Linked DNA regions of Mus musculus: regions 2, 3, 4 and 5 are each linked to region 1. A link is a contact called in public HiChIP or PLAC-seq and promoter capture Hi-C data. All regions are on one chromosome and are shown on one strand. The core of a region is the stretch at or near the end of the contact, and the rest is flanking DNA. Distances in the headings are between cores, read along the strand shown. Region 1 holds the start of Psmd7 (proteasome (prosome, macropain) 26S subunit, non-ATPase, 7). Region 2 holds the start of D030068K23Rik (RIKEN cDNA D030068K23 gene). Region 3 overlaps Zfhx3 (zinc finger homeobox 3). Region 4 holds the start of Zfp90 (zinc finger protein 90). Region 5 overlaps Zfhx3 (zinc finger homeobox 3).

Region 1 (2,848 bases), core at 229-2,728:
AGCACCAAATCCCCTATTTGAAAATTCCCTACCTCTGAGCTATAAAAACCTTGTCTTTCTCATGCCCAATGCTGATTTCTTGAACCATCCCCTGCACCAGCACCACCACACACACACACACACACACACACACACACACACACACACACACACCCGTTTTTAGGAAGAGACAGCCCATGTACACAAATAAAAAAATGCTTGTTTTAAAGCTATGATATGCTTACAGACGGGAGACTGGCATGGCTGTCCTCTAAGAGGCCCTACCAGCAGTTGACTTAGACAGACAGATACTTACACCCAAGCATTGAATTGAAATTGGGGACCCCTATAAAAACTAAATTAAATTGAATAAATAAAAATGCTTGCTTTAATTAATTAATTTTAATTAATTTAGCCATGGTGTTTTGGGTTGGTGGCCTTTCTCCCCAAATCTTTGGGATTAACAAAACCTGAATGTTGTTGCACTCATTATGTCACAGTGAGCATTAAGGAAAATTCCCAGAAATAAAAACTATAGATAAAGTATCCAGTCATACACCCAAAGTGTGCCCTTGGTGTTAGAGACCGAGAGCATCTCTAAACCACGTGTGGTCGCATATGCTGTCACCCTTGTACTTAGGAGGAGGTAGAGACAGGGGACCACCCTGGACTATACAACAATTTCCATGCTAGTCAATGTCATAGAAGGCCCAACTTCAAAAGCAATGAAATAAAACATTAAAAATAAATAAATAAAAACCAGGTGTGATGGCATATGACTTTAACTCCAGCACTCAGGGAACAGAGGCAGGTAGAGGCCAGTCAGGTCTACAACGTGAGTTCCAGGACAGCCAGGGCTGTTACATAAAGAAACACCGTCTCAAAAAAAAAAAAAAAAAAAAAAAAAGAAGCAAAACAAAACAAAAACCAAAACCCAAAAACAAACAAACAAACAAATGAAACTCCTCTGGGAAATTTTGAAACAGTGCTGACTTAAAGTGTTAAGTGAAAGTTAAGGGCTGGTGAGATGGCTCAGTGGGTAGGAGCACCTGACTGCTCTTCCGAAGGTCCAGAGTTCGGATCCCAGCAACCACATGGTGGCTCACAACCATCCGTAGCGAGATCTGACTCCCTCTTCTGGTGTGTCTGAAGACAGCTACAGTGTACTTACATATAATAGATAAGTAAATCTTTGAAAAAAAAAAAAGAAAGTTAAATATATGTCGTTAATTATTTGATTAGTAGAAGTACACGCTGTTACTACTTATGTTTATCTGCCTTTTTCTACAACCTTCCAAGGAGGAGAAATGGTGAGCTGGCAAACAACTGAGGAAAAACAAAAACGAAAACAAAAACAAAAACAAAAACCTAGGGAAAGGCTCAATGCCAAGCTTCGTCAATAGCCTAAGTCCCACAGAAGGCAAGGCGGTTCTTTCCCTTTCTCAAGATGGCGCCCCTGGCGACAGGGCGGGCACGAGCGCAAAGCGCTCTGGGAGCGGAAGTCGACTGTGCAGCGGCGGTCAAACCGGAAGGGGAGGTGCTGGGGCCTGGAGGAGCGGCCTGTGTCGCTGCGGTTGCTGGTGTTTGCGGGTTGCAGGGAGCCGGGCCGGTGGTCGGGCTGTGTCGCGATGCCGGAGCTGGCGGTGCAGAAGGTGGTGGTTCACCCCCTGGTGCTGCTCAGTGTGGTGGATCATTTCAACCGGTGAGCGGGTGGCGCGTGGCGGCCACACGGCGCAGGGCTGCTGAGTCACGGGCGCGCCGGGCACAAACGCGGCGGCCGGGGACACGGGTTGGGACAAGCGACCCCAGCGGCTCCACACCGCGGTGCTCGGTACCCATTGACAGCCTCGCACCCCCACCGAGGCCGCCACTCCTGAGTCTGGCCCGCCTGGCGAGGCCCCGGAGCCGGAACGATGCTACCCGCCGAGGCCGCGCCTTTTCCCAGAACGGCTGGGCGCCGTTTAAGACCGAGCTTCAGTCTCGTGTGCCCGTGCCTGTAAAAGCTGTCACTGAAACCCCGGTCTCGGAGTCCCCGATGAACGATTTTCTGGATGAGGCAGGGATCATAGCCAAGTTTCGATTTGGGATTCTGGTCGAATGGTACCTTTAAAATGGGAATGAATAAGGTGTCGGCTTGTTCCTCTAAAAACGAGGCAGGTGCAGATTGGGGCCAGCCTACAGTTCCCTTGGGTAGCTCACTGCCACCCTTGCCTGCTCCAGCCGTTCATCCGGCCAGACCTGTTGCACGTGTTCGGAAGTTTTACAAGATAATTAGTGTGAGGAGTTAACAAATATGAAGGTCCAGTAGGGAGTCTACTTGCAGTCAAGTCGGCGCTAGTGCCTGGTCTGAAGCAGGCTTTGTGCAGCTAACTCAACCAGAGCCAAAAAAAAAAAAAAAAAAAAAAAACCTCAAGACGGAGCCTTTTGAGTCTGAATTCAGTTGTATTGTTCGGAATGCCTGGGATACTAGGGGCCCTGATGGGGTGAACACTGTTTAAGCTTTATTTTAACAATTGGTAAGAATGGGGGGGGGGGGTGCAGACACTGTTGGTAGTTGTATCAAGGAACAGATGGAGGGGCTTTAAAGACTCGTGGATGAAGTTTCCTTTGGCATGTGGAAACTCGTTGTTTGAAGTAGTTTTAGTGGGTTAGAGAGGTGTAATGTTACTTTCACTGTGGCTTGTGTGTTTCCTTAGCATAGAATTAAGTTGTTTCCAAATATGCAGTTTGTTAGTGGCTAAAGAAAACAATTCTTGCTGGGCGTGATGGCGCATGCCTTTAATCCCAGCACCCCGGAGGCAGAGGCAGGCGGATTTCTGAGTTCGAGGCCAGCCTGGTCTACAAAGTGAGTTCCAGGACAGCCAAGACT
Region 2 (2,848 bases), core at 117-2,616, 1.5 Mb before region 1:
GATGGGGGGATGTTTGTGGGGGGAGTGACATTATCAATTCAGTGCCAAAGGATGTCCTGGTCCAGGAATTATCAGATCTTTTTCTGTAAAGGCTAAGATGGTGTCTGTCAGGTGCAGAAGCAGTCCTAGATAATAAACTAAATACTGTGACAGTAAATACCAACAGAACTTTACTTATAAATGGCAACAAAACAATTTTAAAGCCAATTAAAAAAAAAAGGAAGCCATTTTTCCCAACATGCATAAAGCAGCAGCCATTTTATAAAAGAAAAGCATCTAGTTGGGTTTTGTGCTTAATTATTTCTACTTAAAATATATATACAATAATATTTTTAGAGCCCTAGGGAATCCATAGTTTACAGATGAGTATAGTTACAGATGAGTCAACTTTTAAAAGTGACACGTTTTCTTTGTATGTGCCATATTCTCAAGAAAACCTCCACCTTTTTTTTTTCCTGGTTTGTAAGGGGGACTGTGATCTCCTCCACTTACAAAAATAATATTTAAGAATCTGTTTAGGTACTCACATTGAATAATCAAATTGGGGATCCCCAAGGAGGGAATCTGATGAGAGCTCTTAATGATATATCTCAAATCTCCTGATTTCAAGGGAAATTAAATATTTAGGTTGGGGGAGGGGCGTAATAATACACTGAGAAGCTACAGGTTAGTAGTGAGGTTCCAATAAGTCACTAATTTTATGCATCAGGTCAAGGATCAGAGGCGGTTTCCAAGAGATATTTAGTCTTTCCAAATTCTAAGTCTTCATAACCCAAATAGACTTATGTATCACTAGGGTTTGCCCAAGAACAAAATAATTGCGTTTTCAAAGGATTAACTTACATTTTGCAGCACGTTGCAGAGTGTTTCCAACTTATGGTTTTGAGCAGGAAGGTCTGGGAGACCAGCAGCATCCTTTCTTCAAGAAAGTTCTGGGCTCAGTTTGTGAAGGGTGCTGGTGGTAGTGTGCTCGTTAGGCTGCTTGAGAGCCTTTCCCATCATTTTCAGACGCACTGAGAAAAGTATCTGATGGTGATGGAGACACGGATGTGATGAGAGAAGTCAGTGGGGTGTAAACCACAACTGGGAAAGGTGTGGAGCGCGCGCGGGAACCCTGCGGAAGGTTACAAGCAGAGCATCCCTCAGGAGCGTAAATGAGGGAAAGGCACCCCGGCTTGGAGGAACAGACCTAAGGTGAAAACCAAGAAGCTGGCGTCACCTCTCTGAGGAGGTTTGCTGCTGGTCGCTCCAGCACGCTTTTCCTCACTTGCTCACGCCCAAGACCGCAGTCTCCCTCAGTTGTAGGATTCCATCCATCCCTGAAGATGCCAAAGATTCAAAACAGAGCGCTTGTCCCGGACGCTCTGGAGTGAAAGACAGATGAGCCAATGGAAGCTCAGCTTGGGCCAGACGTGGGGGGCGTGGCTAAGGTGGGCGGGCCTATTGAGTTGATTTCTGGCTGGCTGGTGATGAACTAAGTTTCTAGCCTTTGGCCTCTGGGGTCTTGAAGGTAACCCTGAGACTGAGCTAGGAACAGCAGGAGTTCGCCTCCTTTCTCCTCTCTCACCAGACTAGTTACCTGTGTAGTAAGACTCTGCGAAGGGTTTCCCTAAGGTAAGCATATGGCCATATACCTTTATAGAAGGTTACGAAAGTCAGTGATCCACTTTGTCAAACACACAAACTTGAAAGAACGGATGAATCTGTGAACTTCCCGTAGCTTACGGAACAATGTTTATTTTTGCTGTTTAGCTGCAGTCCATTTTTCTGCCATTAAATATCGGGTGCCATCTGCGTTCCAGAGACATGAGGTTTTCTCCAACTACTTGAGACTCCTCAACGACGAGGGCCACCAGGCCCCACTAAATTGCAGTTCTTTCTAATCCCAGAATTCTGTCTGACTAAGGGACAAAGAGTTAGATTGTTTATATTTTCTGTAACACTCAAAGGTTCTGGGGCTTAATTTTTTTTTTTTTTTTTTTTGTCTCTAATGGAAAGATCTACTGGTGGTTTGAGCCAAACCATTTCCAGAATCAAACCGATTCAGCTGAGTCTCCCCGGTTCTCCTCTGTTTCAGGTGAATATTATCAGGTAGTTAATTGTCTATCAAGTTTATCACTTATACGAAAGAAAGGAAACTTTTTTTTAAAGTGATGGGGTTTTCCAGAAGCGTTTGAGAGACAGACACTTTGTGCTGTTGCAATAAAATCTTGGTTTTAAAAGAACATCCTGAAACAAATCATGAAAGTCACTGTTAATTTCTTGTCATCCAGAAAGCTAAGAGAAACTGTGTGCTCCACTTAATTCTTCTCCAGAAGAATTTCTGCTCCAAATTTAAAATGGAAGGATGTGTTCAAGAAAACGTTAGATTTATGTCTTTAAGTTTCTCACAACTCCTTTCCAAAAATTCTTCAAAACTCTTTGCTGACAAGCACTTTCAGAAATAGCTTAGATGACATTGAATAATTTCCTCTCAACCTGAAGACTTGAAATTTCACAAAATAAAAAATTAAGTATGTTACAATGCTTAGGGATGAAACATTAATGAACTGAGTAATACATTCTTAAGGAGAGGCACTTAAAACACAGGACACCTGCATTATTAGAGCTGTATAATGTGATGCGATTTGATAAATAGGCAGGAGATTATGAAATGTCCAAGAATTCGAGACAGAATGTTCTGGAAGCCGCTTCCTGCCTACACAGGCCATTTGAAGATGCAACAGCTCAGCAGAAGTCCCAGAGTACTTCATGGTGAATGAAAGCATCTTTGGATGCCAGTATTAAAACAGGCAAAGTCAGTTGAATGATTATTTGTCTGACAAGGGAAGAAAGGCCAAAATTTTGT
Region 3 (2,848 bases), core at 112-2,611, 1.3 Mb before region 1:
GGCACATCTCTCTGGCACACACACCCATGACCACCTTAGATGGGAACGGTCTGGCTCTTACAGGAGACAGTTCCCCACACGGTGCGCCAAAGTGTCTCTCAGCACAGGGAGGTTAAATGCCCAACTGGGCCACCAAAGTCAAGGCCAGCACCCACAGCTGCGAAGCAGAGTTGGGAGCTATTACCTGGGACTGATGCTCATGGCTTGAAGCTTTCTAAGCAAGTCTATTTAGGAGGCAGATACAGAGGTGTGTGGGCGGGTTACGGATGCAGGAATACGTGAGGAAATCGCAAGAAGGGGCTGTGGTACTCGTCCCAGAACCTTCGCTCTGGGCCTGCCTGAGTGTTGTCTTGCTTCCTTACTCCATGCAAACAGGAAGCAAAGGCTAACACGTTTCAAGAAGGGGGGGGGGGGCAAGTTAAAAGAGGTTACTTTACTTCAGGAAATTATTATTATTGTTATTATTATTATTTTATTAATTTTGGTTTTTTTCTTCAAGATGAGTAAACCCATTCTTCTTGAGTTTCTAGGCTTTGCTCTATCACCTGTGACTTATAAACTAAGAGAATACTATATATGAGCTTAAAGAAGAACAATTCCTTCACAGGGGATCAGTGACCTCACCCCTATTTCTTTTTTTTTTTTTTTTCTTTTTTTCCTTTTTCTTTTTTTTAAAACAGCAACAACAAAAAACCCAGGTCTCATTTAGCCAAATAGGAGAGTCCCGCTGCAGTTCCATCTGTGACCTACAGGTGTCGCCCTCTGCATGGCAAGGCCTAGAGGGCAACTGGCTAGGAGGCAGGCAAGTCTGGGCTGCACGTGGAAACAATATATGTCTCGGAGAGAATGGTCTAGTCCGGAGGAAATAAAATAGAACATTCATAAGCAGTTACACCATCTGTCTTTAAACCATCATCATCAACAGCAAGAGGGGGTAAAGGCTCTTTAAAATGGATGAAAGCCGAGGCTGACTGTAACCGGAAAACCGTGAGAGTTGAATACCAATAACGGTAGAGAAATGAGTTTTAAAAAAAGAAAAAGAAAAAAAAAAAAGAAAAAAGAAAAAAAGAGGGATGCAGACTGCAAATCTGTCTGGACAGCTCGGGGTTGTGAGGCTTGGCAGACAGTGTGTGTCTTTACTGGTCCCAGAAATGTCACGCAAGCTTTCTCACCAAAGCCCAGGCTTGGGCAACCCACAGGGAAGGAAGCATTGGTGCCCTGGCCCCTCACAGGTGTGGTGGCCATGCCAGCCAGAGCCTGGCCATTGAGCTGGGGCTGCTTGCTAGTCACAGTCCTCCCTGGGGCTATGCGTTGGATAATCTCAGCTGACAGAGCATAGGATGAAGAGACAGCTTTCCTCACTGCATATCACGAATTGCACATTCTGGCCCTGTGTGGCTGGCGGCGGAAACTGGCCGGGGTCACCCCAGGAGCCAAGTTTCTGTTCTGCTTTCTGTAAGGTCCACTACAGACAGTCGACAGAACGGCCGAAGACGTGGGTCAGCTGTGGGTTTTATCTGGAAAATTCTGTCCTTGGCTCAGGGGAACAGGTTGCTCTCCCTCCAGCCAACACTCACGGCAGCCATGACACCCTCAAAGCTCAAGTGGACAGTTTGCAACCGGTTTTCCCTCGGAGCAGTCAAGAAATGATACTTCACCATCCTAACCAGGGCACGGCGGGGACCCTTCCTCAAGGCTGTGACAGACGTGGGCAAGGAGGTCGCCTCCACCCCAGCCCCGGTTCTCAGCGGCAGGCAGCAAAGCCCAGACCACCCCATACAATTCTGGGTTTGGAAAAGGTACCAGGGGAGGGGCCTCTAAAACCTTGCTGGGACCCACCTCGGAGGTGGTGCCCAACCCTGACCTTCGAGTTAGGGTAACTCCTCTTAATCTTATGTGTTTTCATGCCAAACTGAGAAGGGGAAATTTTCTTTTTTTGACCCAAGTCTCAGACTGGCCTCAGATTTGCTGTTAATCATTCAGCCCAATGCTTCCACTGCACTCGAGTTGGGATTACACACATACATACATACATACATACACACACACACATATATACATGCATATATACACATACATACATACACACACACATACATACATACACACATACATACATACACACACATACATACATACATACACACATACATACATACACACATACATACATACATACACACATACATACATACACATACATACATACACACACACATACATACATACACACATACATACACACACATAGATACATACATACACACATACATACATACACACATATATACACACATACATACACACACATAGATACATACATACACACACATACATACATACACACACATACACACATACATACACACACATAGATACATACATACACACACATACATACACACACATATATATACATGCATATATACACATACATACATACACACATACATACATACATACACACACATACATACACACACATATATACATGCATATATATACACATACATACACACATACATACATACATACACACACATACATACATACACACACATACATACACACATATATATACATGCATATATACACATACATACATACACACATACATGCATACACACATACATACACACACACATATACATGCATATATATACACATACATACATACATACATACACAATACATACATATATAGATAAATAAATAAATTGCAAGCAAGCAAGCCACCACTCCATATGCTTGGGGTTGAAAAGGGGCTCCATGCCTGAGCACTCTACCAATGGGAACTCTCCCACAGCCCAGAGATGCAAGGAAATTGTGCAAACCAGCACGGTCTTCC
Region 4 (2,848 bases), core at 139-2,638, 1.2 Mb after region 1:
AAGAAGCCAGAGCCATCAGGTCCCCTTTAACCTGTATTACAAGGTGGATGTGTACTTCCTGCCGTGAGTACTAGGAACGAAACTAATTCTGCAAGAGCAGCGTGTAAAAGCTTACAGTGTGTGCTCTTAACTGGAGCGCCATCTCTCCAGCCCATCCTTATCATTTTCCAGGAGGTGCTGGGAATTGAACCTAGGACCTCACACATACTAGGCAAGTGATCTACCACTGAGCTATAGTCCTAGTTCTTACCTTCAACTCCAAAGAGAGTTCAGATTATGTTCTCATCAAAGTAAAACGGACAGCCTCAGAGCTTATGTCCAGAAAATGCCCCTTTTGCTACAACTAAAAAGTGGGTTGATAAATCTGTCTCTTACTAATTAACCTGAAGCCGGGGCTATGGAGGGTGCGCACTATTATACATTTGTTAATGGGGAAAGAAAGAAAGGAAAATAAAACGAGTGGGGCGGGGGGGGGGGCAAGAAAAGCTGGAGCTTGTCTGACCAGGTTTGGCTGTAATGGTGGTCTCCGACTCAGCGCCCAACCTTCACCGGCCTCTTATTCTAATAGGTCTCTTCTGCCCCCCTACTATCTCTTTATGGCCTTTGGATGGGAAGCAGGGGGCTTTTCTATTTTGTCCCTCTATCCTCCATTCCTCACTGAAGAGTTCTAAGAAGTGCACACTGCAATAAAGTCTCAGTGCTGACACCCCCAGAACACTTCCTCTCACAAGATCGCACTTCCCTAGTCTCCTCTTTAACTCCATCCTTTCAGAAATCCTGCTCTGCCCAGGGCTGGGCACTTTGGGAGGGGTTTTCTCCAGAGGAGGAGACTCAAAGCGATCCAAACTAAGACTCTCTATACCTATACCAATAACTGTTCCATACAGACTCCGGGGGCCTCTCAGGGTGGGATGCTCCGGGCGGTGGGGGAAGGCTCGGCTCACCTGGGGCTTGGCCGTCGGAGGTCTCGGGGCCATTCCTGCCTCAGTGTGTGCTGGCTATGGTCCAGGGCTGAGGAGAGAGGACAGGATCCACTCACCGGGCTACCCCGAGGCCCCACCCCTTCAGCTCTGCAGCCACTTCGGCCGAAACGTGGGGAGGAGCCCCGCCTTCTCCTGCTGCTCTTCCCAAGGCCAAATGAAAGGCCCCACAGCTTCGGGACAGTTCCTCCGGCCACGCCCAGTCCGTCCGCAGGATGGTCGGCGAGGCCCGGAGGACAGCCTCCTACCCACTGCACTCGGAATCTGCCTCCGGGGCTTCGGAATCCGCGACCTCAGGTCCGCCCCTCTAGCGCCCGCTGCAGTTTCTTGTTCCCGGCAGTACTGCTCTGCAACAACAGGGTCGGACAATGGCCACAGCGGCGGGCGCAGAGCCACGAGTGCGACTGCGCACAATGATCCTCGCGCCTGCCCATCCACGGGTGCAGAAACTACGATTCCCAGCTATCCTCGCGTGCCCGCCCTGCAGAGGTCCTGCCTCCTAGTGGGGGGCTGCAGTAAGAGCACAAGAAGGCGGGCAGGTTAGGTTCAAAGTTTTTCTTTGGTATGTGTGTTTTCTGGAGCTGCTGGAAAGGTTCAAAGTTTTTGTCGTGTGTGTGTGTGTGTGTGTGTGTGTGTGTGTGTGTGTGTGTGTGTGTGTGTTGGAGCTTCTAGAAATTCTCACCGCTCCTTCTTTTCTTTTCTCCTTCTCCTCCACCTCCCATCCCGTTCCCTTTCCCTCCCCCCTCCCTCTTTCTCCCTCTGTGTAGCTCAGGATGTCCAGAAACTCACTCTGTAGACTCAATTCTCAATTCTCTTAGCACACAAGTGGCTAAGGATCGGGAGTTCAAGGTTATCCTAAACTGTGGTTCAAGACCAGCCTGGGCTACAAGAGACCTGGTCTTACAAGCCAAAATAAATAAACAATGCATGCACGAATGACTAAAGTGTATAATTCAATAGACTTTAGTACATAAAAAGAGTTGCACAACCATCGTTGTAGTCTCCTCTTTGAACATTTTAATTAGCCACAAAAGAAAAAAAATCATGTACATTAATAACCGTCCCCTCGTCCTAACCCACCTCCTCTCGATCCCGGGCAACCACTGACCTGTGCTGTCTTTGTGACAAATCTGTCTCTTCTGGGTATCTCATAAGATCAGGCAATATGAAGTTTTATGATTGGCTTCTTTCAGTTATTACAGTGGTTCTGAGTTCATTCACATCACAGGAGTCTCTATCCCATTCTTTTTTAATGCTGAATGAAAGATCTGATTGCCCGAGTGTACCACATTCATTCATCAGTTGGTAGCGTCTGCGTTGTTCACACTGTGAGATTTTATGCTTTTATCTTCAAAGCAACATTACAGAGGATATGTGTGTACACACGTTTATGGGGGTGCAGTTTCATTGATCTGGGGTAGATACAGAGAAGTTGAATTATAGAGATTTGGTAGCACCATGTTTAGCATTTGAAGGAACTGTGAATGTTTTCTAAAGAGGCTGTATCACTTCCATCTTTTTTTTTTTTAAACTAACAGCATATAGATTTCAACATTCCTACCCACACCTGTTACTATTTGTCTTTTTATCACAGTGTTCTGTGGATTTTTGCTGGGATGCGGGGGCGGAGAAAGTATAAATAACAACAAACCCCTTGGAAACTCTGCAAATACTTTCCACACTAGACAACAGTAGCAGACAGATACGCACAAAACAGAAGTTTAAGAGACCCTAGAAGGATTCCTAAGGCAGAACTTTCAGTAAGAAGCACAAAACACAGGCTAGGGTAAGGCTCGGCACCAGGCACTACAGCTCGTTCCCCAGCGCTGGCAGCCACACAGCTCACAGATGGGGGCCAGAGTATCTCC
Region 5 (2,848 bases), core at 156-2,655, 1.1 Mb before region 1:
TGCTTTCAACTGCCTCTCTAGCTCAGAAATCCTCGAGTCTATTTTAAAAAAAAAAATTTTATATGTCAAAGAGATACGTATCCTACTGCCCCATGTTGCTAAACAGACACAAAGACTCTGCAAGACCAACAAGGGCACACGGTTCTATAAATCATCACAGAAGGGTATGCAAAAGTTATCACAAACAGTTAATCTTCATCTGAAGGGGTTTCGAAACTCCCCGGGTCACTAAGAAAAAACTTAAGGGAAGAAATGTGAACAGGAACACTCAAACCTAAACTCTGTCCATGCCAGAGAGACTTGGAGGGAGGTTCCCAAGTACTTCTGCCCAGTAACTCTGGGGTGCAGGTCAGGGACGAAACAGGATCTGGAGCACTCCAATGATCAGGAGGCCAAAGGGGAAAAGCAATTTTCCTTGGTTTGAAGGAACCACAACTGGCTTGTGACGATCCACTTCGGTCCCTGCCTCATACAACAAATTTCTGCTTAATTGCTGTTTTGCATCTCGTTGAGACATCGAATAAACAGTACTTAAGTATTTCCAGACAAAAACAATAACTCACTAATGACTAAGGCACTGCTAATTAAAATGCCCCTGTGATGGCATGACTGGACTCAGAGCCACCACAAGGAACAGAAGTGCCCAGGCCTCGAACACATGAACCAGAACCCCAATCATCATACATTTGGGGGGTGGGGGGAGGTTATGATCTGTTCCTTCCTCCATAGGTCAAAACGGCCCTGTGGTGGGAAGGAAGGGTGACCCTTCCGGGATCTGAGGATAGGCCGTGGAGTTCGGCAGGAGGGGAGGCATGCAGGTTCTAGAAGGATGCCAGACAGAAGAAATACAGCCCAGAAGCCTCTGGGCCAAGTGTGTGGCCTGACACAGTCCTCGAGACTTTGTGCATGGCTAAGATCTTCTAAAGAGGAGGCAAATGTGTTGTTAAACAACCAAACAGATACCCCTTCTGGAAAAGATGAGTCTTACTCCATAATGTGCTCTGAAGGCTCCAAAGGCCAAGTCCCTTTCCAAAACAAACAAACAAACAAACAAACACCAAAACCAGACAGACAAACAAACAAAAAACCAAAACCAGACTGGGAAAGAAGGAAACTAGGGTGTGTGCTACCGTTTGGCAGAACTAAAGGGTCACCTTAACCCAGTTTCCAGCGTTCCAAGTGCACCTGGGACCTAGCAAACTTCTCTTCCTCCAGAAAACAAGAAAGCAAATCAGGCAACTTCCCCTTGCAGTGTGGGGTTGGGGGATGGGGGAAGGCCTCAGCAAAAGAAAAGGAAAAGAAGTATCCAAGCTTGCAAATGACTCTCTCTTCCTCCTCCTAGGGCAGGTTAAAGACCTGCTAGTTAGCACCAGGAAGGGGGTGGAGGGAAGCCATTGAAACCACAGGGGCCTAATACCCATCTGTATTCACAATCAGCCCCTTTAGGGGGGTAAAATCGGAGAGGTTGGAACTGTTTACTTTCACCTAATGTCCACGTATACAAATCGGGCGCGGTGCAGGCCCCTCTGGGCAGAAGGGGCCAGTCAGCTTTTCAGGCCCCCAAGGCAGCGAGCGCCACCATGGCTGTCTTCCTACCACATTCCAGTTTCTCATCAAAGGATAAGGGGTGGGGGGTGGGGGCAAGTCCTCCGCCTATCCTGCCCATCGCCTCCATGCAAAGGGGGGGGGCACAGGTGCTTCCCCTCCCCACCTCCTAGGATCCTACAGAGCCCAGAACAGCCTCGAAGAAACTTGCTAAGGACTTTTAGGGTCTGACCTAGGAAGAAATTCCCCCCCTACTTTCCGGTCCTCAAAGACGATTGCTGTTCAAAAACTCCATCTCAAAAGGGACTCCCCCCTTCCCAAAACTAAAAGCCTCTCCCCACCCCTACCCCCCCCCCCAGCATCATCAGATCTTGGCCAAGGGAGCTGAATCTATTTGATGTCCTAATGCAAAGCTGGTTCATATCCTAGTGAACAGTTTCAACTTGACTAGGAGAAGGGGTTGGGGGTCATGACACTCCTTTTAAATGCAGATTTGAACTTTTCACCCGGGGTCAGACAGCTGCGATGCTCTGTCCCCAGCACAGGCCAGCTCCAGGGTTTTATTCCTTTTTTTTTTTTTTTTTTCTCTCCCCTGCCTGCCCAGGAGGCCAGCCTGTTAAAGGAATTAGATACCACCCTACTTTAAAACACCAACCTACTAACACCCACTTCTTGCTCTACCAAAGGCACACAGCCCACCAACCTCCCAGGGGGGGCTTAGATGGGCCAAGTGGTGGAAATGGATGAGTGAGCTGACACTCACAGATGAGGACAAGGAACACCTCGCGGATCTTACCACAGGGACCCACTAAGGACTAGGGTGGGGGTGTCAGCAGTGTAGACACAGAAGCACCAAACTCCACTCTGGGCAAAGCATACTCCTCAGAACACAAGCTCCCCACAGCAGATCTGACCGACAGTTCTCACTGCTCTCTACCTTACGAAGAACTGCATTGTGGGGCCTGGAGAGATGGCTCAGCGGTCAAAGAGCATTTGCTTCTCTTGTAGAGGACCTGGGTTCAACTCCTACTACCAACATGGTAGCTCACCATGGTCTGTTATGCCAGTTCCACGGGATCAAACACACCCTTTTCTAGCCTCTGCAAGCACTGGGCACACACATGGTGCACATACACAAACATGCAAGCAAAACACCCAAGCACATCAAATGAAAATGTCCTAGTAGGATGAGGAAGAGGCCGCGGCTACCACTGGGGTGTTGCCTGATGTGTGCCAGCACTGAGGCAGAACCTGATGGTTCTCTGGGAGTTCATGGCCAGCCTTGAACTCTATAGTGAGTCCC

Evidence for each region. Promoter capture Hi-C pulls out the DNA fragments that hold promoters and counts their contacts. HiChIP or PLAC-seq counts read pairs in DNA pulled down with a chosen protein or histone mark.
Region 2: a contact with region 1 is called in a promoter capture Hi-C map of hippocampal neurons, with 9 times the contacts expected there. The contact joins the promoter of D030068K23Rik here to the promoter of Psmd7 in region 1. A contact is called at or near these places in 9 of 39 promoter capture datasets (the 3T3-L1 cell line, cranial neural crest, frontonasal cranial neural crest and 5 more), 1 of 484 Hi-C or Micro-C datasets (pancreatic cancer cells), 1 of 115 datasets of contacts at active chromatin or transcription factors (embryonic hindbrain) and 1 of 9 other capture datasets (embryonic stem cells).
Region 3: a contact with region 1 is called in a promoter capture Hi-C map of liver, with 2.8 times the contacts expected there. The contact joins the enhancer-like site here to the promoter of Psmd7 in region 1. A contact is called at or near these places in 11 of 39 promoter capture datasets (the 3T3-L1 cell line, 3T3-L1-derived adipocytes, the HPC-7 cell line and 7 more), 2 of 484 Hi-C or Micro-C datasets (nephron progenitors and uterus), 5 of 115 datasets of contacts at active chromatin or transcription factors (differentiating embryonic stem cells, embryonic hindbrain, embryonic midbrain and 2 more) and 1 of 9 other capture datasets (adipose tissue).
Region 4: a contact with region 1 is called in a promoter capture Hi-C map of pre-B cells, with 2.9 times the contacts expected there. The contact joins the promoter of Zfp90 here to the promoter of Psmd7 in region 1. A contact is called at or near these places in 3 of 39 promoter capture datasets (liver and pre-B cells).
Region 5: an H3K27ac HiChIP or PLAC-seq map of embryonic stem cells shows a contact between it and region 1, with 3 times the contacts expected there. The contact joins the enhancer-like site here to the promoter of Psmd7 in region 1. A contact is called at or near these places in 9 of 39 promoter capture datasets (the 3T3-L1 cell line, the HPC-7 cell line, cranial neural crest and 4 more) and 7 of 115 datasets of contacts at active chromatin or transcription factors (embryonic hindbrain, embryonic stem cells and epiblast stem cells).

What each region holds. Positions count from the first base shown.
Region 1 is chr8:107,587,112-107,589,959 of GRCm38.p6, reverse strand. Psmd7 (proteasome (prosome, macropain) 26S subunit, non-ATPase, 7) reads left to right here and starts at 1,478. Exons shown (of 7, transcript NM_010817.2): 1 at 1,478-1,681. The coding sequence starts at 1,608.
Region 2 is chr8:109,073,740-109,076,587 of GRCm38.p6, reverse strand. D030068K23Rik (RIKEN cDNA D030068K23 gene) reads right to left here and starts at 1,366. Exons shown (of 10, transcript NR_126329.1): 1 at 1,220-1,366; 2 at 844-1,114.
Region 3 is chr8:108,909,639-108,912,486 of GRCm38.p6, reverse strand. All of the region lies in intron 4 of Zfhx3 (zinc finger homeobox 3), which reads right to left. Among named protein-coding and RNA genes, the nearest start is that of Mir3108, 26 kb to the left of the region's middle. Within about 2 kb of position 1,361, at least 53 of the 459 cell types and tissues checked have an H3K27ac peak or open chromatin away from gene starts, as enhancers often do. A contact at or near this core is called in adipose tissue, liver and uterus, where this site is marked.
Region 4 is chr8:106,413,867-106,416,714 of GRCm38.p6, reverse strand. It overlaps Zfp90 (zinc finger protein 90), which reads right to left and starts at 1,388. Exons shown (of 4, transcript NM_011764.4): 1 at 945-1,388. The coding sequence starts at 977.
Region 5 is chr8:108,728,573-108,731,420 of GRCm38.p6, reverse strand. The region is part of intron 1 of Zfhx3 (zinc finger homeobox 3); the gene reads right to left. Among named protein-coding and RNA genes, the nearest start is that of Zfhx3, 15 kb to the right of the region's middle. Within about 2 kb of position 1,405, at least 38 of the 459 cell types and tissues checked have an H3K27ac peak or open chromatin away from gene starts, as enhancers often do. A contact at or near this core is called in the HPC-7 cell line, embryonic stem cells, epiblast stem cells and 1 more, where this site is marked.